2 separate regions of the Mus musculus genome follow, and region 2 is linked to region 1. The links are chromatin contacts, called in public HiChIP or PLAC-seq maps. All regions are on one chromosome and are shown on one strand. Each heading gives the region's core, a stretch centred on a gene start, on an enhancer-like site or on the middle of the called end of the contact. The rest is flanking DNA. Distances are from core to core; before and after follow the strand shown. Region 1 overlaps Mipep (mitochondrial intermediate peptidase). Region 2 overlaps Tnfrsf19 (tumor necrosis factor receptor superfamily, member 19).

Region 1 (2,700 bases), core at 87-2,586:
GCAATCCAGCAGGTGAGGAGGAAGGAAACTCACAGGAGCCCCACGAGAAGGCCAGACCTCTTCCTGGAGCCCCAGCAAGGCCTGAAGCCTGGAGCTCCCCAGAAAGTCGGACAAGCAGCTCTGATAGCAAAACCTGACCTGGACAGCGCAGGAGCCGTGAAGCGGTTTATCTTCTTAAAACACTCACTGCACTTCGTGAACACAGAACAGGAACGGGTCTAAGGTGCATTTGGCCAGAACTCTTTAAGCTTGTTTTAAAACTAAAAATCTACAGTATTTAAAGCATTTTAATTTCTAACGACCCGGAAAATTCTGACCTTCAAAACACGCACGGAATTCCAACATTCCAGGTCAACAACTATAAATTTCTACTTGGCACATATTTTATCTGAGATAAAGAGTGAGAGAGCATTTACCACTTTTTTGGAAAACTAAAAGAAAAGACAAAAATAGTAAAAAGTTAAATCCTAGGGTCCAGGAAGATGGCTACAGAGACCTGCTGCCAAATCTGAAAACCTGACCTTGACCTCAAACTACAGGGGAAAGAGACCTGACTCCTGCAGGCTGCCCCTGACCTCTGTACAAGCTCGCACCGCGCGCGCGCGCGCGCGCTCTAAAACTATGTTAAAAGTTTCAAGTTTAAATGTTCCAGAAATAGTCTGTTGTGTTATATGTTGCCTGAAAAAGTAGGTTAGATGATAGATGATGATCCTGGGAGGAGTTGGGCGCATAGGGTGTGAGTATGTTTAAAATGTACTGCATGCAAGTAGAAAATTCTCAAAACCTGAATAAAAATATTTTTAAATGGGTTAGGTCACAGGTAGCAACCAACCTCTGAGCTTGTGAGCCAGCCCCAGTGAAATGTTTTCCTTTCTAAGAGCTGCCATGGTCACGGTGTCTGCTCACAGCAGTAGAACCTTAACTTAGACAGTTTTTGAGCTTCTTTCCTTCAATCCTATCCACATTTTAAAAATACAAGTGCTTCAAAGCACTGATTTGGAAATAATTATATGTACGTTCTACCAAGAAGACACTCTAATATGTAAAACTCCTTAAGGAAAAAATGGCATGTGCACAAGGTAGCACCCTGTTAACCTGCATACTACTGTATTCTGTGTGTAAACTTACTTTCTTCAGAGCCCCCTCCGTCTCTCTGAAACCAGCACTGACGCCCTTGTGGGAGACTCTAAGGTCCTCTCTGCTACAGCACTATGTTAGACATCGTTTCTGGCTGATGCGCCCTGAGGGAGTTCAGCAGTCCCTTATCCCTTGTCATATCACAGGTATCCAAGGCTCCGTCCACCTGCTTCTTCAAGGCCAGCCCCCAGGTTACTGTCTCATGCTGCAAACTACAGACTACCACCACCAGGCCCGCCCCGCCCTGCCCGGCCCTCCCTGCCCAGCCCTCCCTGCCCGGCCCTCCAGAGAACTTGTTTACATAGTAAAGAGCATGTTTCCATTTTGTGACTGTCAGGAAACATTTAGTATCAATAGTCTTCTGTAGGGGATGTTTCACTCAGACACAACAGTCCATCAAGCTGAGCCCTTCCTGAAGCAGCTTTCAGTTCCAGAAAGGATTTTTTTCCATGTCACTCCTGACATACTACCCCAAATGTAGTTTCAGAATATGTGTGTAAATTTATTGCAAAACAATATTTACTGGGTAAACTTTATCCTTCAGAGTTTCTATCGGGGAAAGCCTGCAAGCCCTCTTTCTAGAACTCCCCAGGCCTGATGCTGGCCTCGTCCCCTGTAGGTTGCCCTTGTGTTGGGAGACTGGAGATCATTCCTTAGGAGAAGAGAGGACAGATGGAGAGACGCCCAAGGTCTGCCCTCACTCGCATGTTATCAGACCGTCCGAGGCAGCTGACCGACTAAGCAGTGGAGACACAGCACTGAATGTCTGGGAGGAGGAGGAGGAGGAGGAGGAGGAGGAGGAGGAGGAGGAGGAGGAGGAGGAAGAGGAAGTCGTCGTCATCTTCTTCTGGGAAGTGGATGGAACAAGAAAGGAAGAAATGAAGAATAACAAAGCAAAAAACATCAGTGAACTGAAACCAAACAGAAGACTTGGTATTTGCTCTTTGAAAATTCTAATAAAACAGATCAGTAAAGGAAAAATTGAGAGAAACAATGCTGAGTAGGAAGGAATATAATTACAGATGAGGCGGAAAATGAAAGATAAAAGAATACTATAAATAACTATGCCAATAAACTTAAGAACTTGGGTAAAATTTCTAGAAAATTGCAACTTAGCAAAGCTTATTAAGAAGAAAGTCCAGTCAAGGAGTCCAACAACTACCAAAAAAAACAAAAACAAACAAACAAACAAAAAACCAAAAATTTGCTAAAAATCTTCCTCCAGAGAAAGTAAATCATAAATGGCTTTAGAGATGAACTTTGACAAAGCTCTATGAAACAGATGACTATAGTTTTACTTAAAAACAGAAAAGCACTGTAGAGAGCAGAAAAAGAAGGAACACACACCAACTCACTAGCTCACTTTATGAAATGGCCTCTACTCAACATCAGTGAAAACCAAGTCACTGGCCAATCTCTCTCACAAACCCAAGTTTCCTCTGTTCACAAAGTACCAAGAAGTCAGCTCTGTGTTAACAAAAACAAAACAATACAAATTCAAGATGAAAGTTGCTTAATTCTAGAATGTAAAGGTGTCTTACGGCTAGTTCTTAACACTTCTAC
Region 2 (2,785 bases), core at 272-2,771, 170 kb before region 1:
CAGTTAAGCCCATAATACCAGTTGCAGAAGTGACAATTATAATTGACATGAGTGTTTCTGTCATATTTTGTTAAGAATGTATTTATACAGTTATTTGAGTTTCCTTTTCTTGATATCTTTATCATGCAGTATAATACCAATTAAGAGAACATCAGTAGTTTCCATATTTAAGTTTTGAGATACCAAAAGAATGTCCCTCAAGGGACATTGCCACCTATTTTAAAATTTATTATGTGTTTGTGGTTTATGAGGGATAGTTACATCATATTAGGTGTAATTATGACCTGGTTAAACATACAATGCATTTGTGATTGTGTGTGGAACTGTTATATTATGTAGGGTGTAATTATGACCTGGTTATTGTTTTCATTTGGAAATTATGCATGACATAAGGAGATAAGATTGTGTCAAGTTGACAAGGGGTGGACTTGTGCTAGCTATCCTTGGTTGTCGAATTGACTACAACATTTGGAATGAACTAAAAACCAAGAGGCTGGGTCCAGCTGTGAGAGACGTTTTCTTAATTGGATCATTTGGAGTGGGAAGACCCACTTTTCATTCAGATCTTCTGAGGTGGGAAGGTCCACCATTTATGTGGGTCACATCAGCTGCTGGCAGCCTAAATAAAACACACAGGGAAAGGGGGAAGCTTTTGTTCTCCACCTGCTTGCCCCACTCTCACTCTTGCTGGCCAGTCCATTCCTTCATTGGCAGTAGAGCCTACATCCTCAGGATTCTAATGTATACTGACGACCAGCTGAGATGTCCAGTCTTGTGGACTCACGAATACAGAACTAAAACCTGAGTTTTATGCTGTGTCTTAGTCATGTGATTGCTATAGGTCATTTTGCTCTTGAACTGTGGGAGTCTGGGTACCAAAGAGTCCTCGAGTCTTTAATGTCACTCGTCCCTGTAAAAAAATGGTGCAGCGTCCGATGTACATCACAGCCTGGGACTTGAAACCTTTAAGTGCCTTGTTTGGTTTGCAGTACTAAGAGTTGAACCCAGGGCATTCCCATTGGCTAGGCCGGCTCTCTACCTCTGAGCCACATCCCAGGCTCTAGTTTGTGACCCCAGCTCTCTTTGAACAAGTCACAACCTTTCTGATCACAGAAAATACTAATCTGGTCAGAGTTTTAAGGCGTCTGAAACCTCTCACACCTTTATCCTCTGAAGCTGCGCTGCTAATAGCGATGTGCTTATTTTCTCGCCTTGATGTGCGAACCGGTGTCCACTGGCTTCAGCTTCTGAGAGGTCATGTGGCTGGCTTAATTAGGGGAGAAGAAAGTGCCTTAAATCTGCCCCAATGCCCCAGTAGGAGATCTTTTCTTATGCACTTGCTCACCGCCTCTGGAAGAAAGTGGATTGCTAAGGACCCTTGCGCTGGTCGAAAGAGAGATTATTAGCCAGGGAAGACACATTTGAACTTGCTGAAAGGGCTGCCTTTGTGTCCAGGAAGGCAGGCCTTGGTGGGTCTTCTTTATTCCTGCAGCTTCTCCTTTTTCAAGCTTGCAGAGTCTGAATAGCTGTCTTTTACCCGCTAATCCCCACAGGAATGTGGCTTCGGCTATGGGGAGGATGCACAGTGTGTGCCCTGCAGGCCGCACCGGTTCAAGGAAGACTGGGGTTTCCAGAAGTGTAAGCCATGTGCGGACTGTGCGCTGGTGAACCGCTTTCAGAGGGCCAACTGCTCACACACCAGTGATGCTGTCTGCGGGGACTGCCTGCCAGGGTGAGTAGGGCCATGACTTCTCTTTATTTAATTAAATGTTTTCCAAGGCATTTCTCTGTTCCCTCTAAACTTGAAAGCACCGTGGTAAGAACTTGAAGATGTTTGGGCCACAGGTGAAACTTTTGTCTTCTGCCTTCTACAGCCCGTGAGCTTACTCTGTGACAGACACTGGAGGCAAGGCAGAACAGTCACACCAACAAGCGGGCATGTCCTGCAAGCCTAGTTCCTCCTCCAACCTACTAAACACAAACACTTGGACAAGAGGACAAAGGAATTGGCAGCCAGATTATAAAAGATGGTACTTTTCAAAATGACCATAAAAGTTGCCCAGTGGGCATTCCCTCCTGCCCAGGACTAGTCCGGAGGAGAAAGCAGCAGAGATTTCTGACCACAAGGAGTTTGTTTGGTTTTGTTTGTTTTTTAAAAGGCTTATCTGGGCCAAGTGAGGTTCAGCAGGTAAAAACACTTGGCACGTGTGTTCAAATCCCAGGACCCTCCTAGTAGAGGGAGAAAACTAACTCCCTCCAAGTTGTCCTCTGACCTCCACGTGCATGCCATGGCACGCCTCCTCCCCCAAATAAATATTTGAAATAAATGCTTAAAAAGACGCCACCTCGAACTTAACCACATCTAAACGTATTTGCTGCCCATTACCCAGTGTCCCACAGTTCCTCTCCCTTTCCAAAACCCTAGTAAGTAACATCCCTTCAGATTGAATTTTTAGCATGCACATATTAAAAACAATAAACACTATTTTAAAAATAAAAGAAAAATTCCGTCTCACAGCATTTTCAAAAAAGAGAGAGGGCTGAGAGTGCCACTCGGTGATTTTGTGCTTGCTTTGTGTATGCACAGCTCTGGGTTGAACCCAGGACCCCCTACACATACATACCTCTTTCAAGAGGCCCAGGGAGTCACAGAAAAAAATGAGTAGAAGCGGATAGAGCAGAAGAGACAGGCGTGGATGGGGACAGCCTTCCATGAGCTCACTGAAATGCACCCTGGGAGGTCCACATGTTTCTGCTACCTAAACCATCTCTTGTCAGATGCAGG

What was found. HiChIP or PLAC-seq counts read pairs in DNA pulled down with a chosen protein or histone mark.
Region 2: an H3K27ac HiChIP or PLAC-seq map of embryonic stem cells shows a contact between it and region 1, with 2.1 times the contacts expected there. The contact joins two enhancer-like sites. A contact is called at or near these places in 2 of 115 datasets of contacts at active chromatin or transcription factors (embryonic brain and embryonic stem cells) and 2 of 9 other capture datasets (embryonic tail and embryonic trunk).

The regions. Positions count from the first base shown.
Region 1 is chr14:60,837,232-60,839,931 of GRCm38.p6, reverse strand. All of the region lies in intron 14 of Mipep (mitochondrial intermediate peptidase), which reads right to left. Among named protein-coding and RNA genes, the nearest start is that of Mipep, 54 kb to the right of the region's middle. Within about 2 kb of position 1,336, at least 9 of the 459 cell types and tissues checked have an H3K27ac peak or open chromatin away from gene starts, as enhancers often do. A contact at or near this core is called in embryonic stem cells, where this site is marked.
Region 2 is chr14:61,004,022-61,006,806 of GRCm38.p6, reverse strand. Tnfrsf19 (tumor necrosis factor receptor superfamily, member 19) reads left to right here. Exons shown (of 10, transcript NM_013869.5): 4 at 1,554-1,732. Among named protein-coding and RNA genes, the nearest start is that of Gm41167, 33 kb to the left of the region's middle. RefSeq lists an enhancer at 1,066-2,068. Within about 2 kb of position 1,521, at least 21 of the 459 cell types and tissues checked have an H3K27ac peak or open chromatin away from gene starts, as enhancers often do. A contact at or near this core is called in embryonic stem cells, where this site is marked.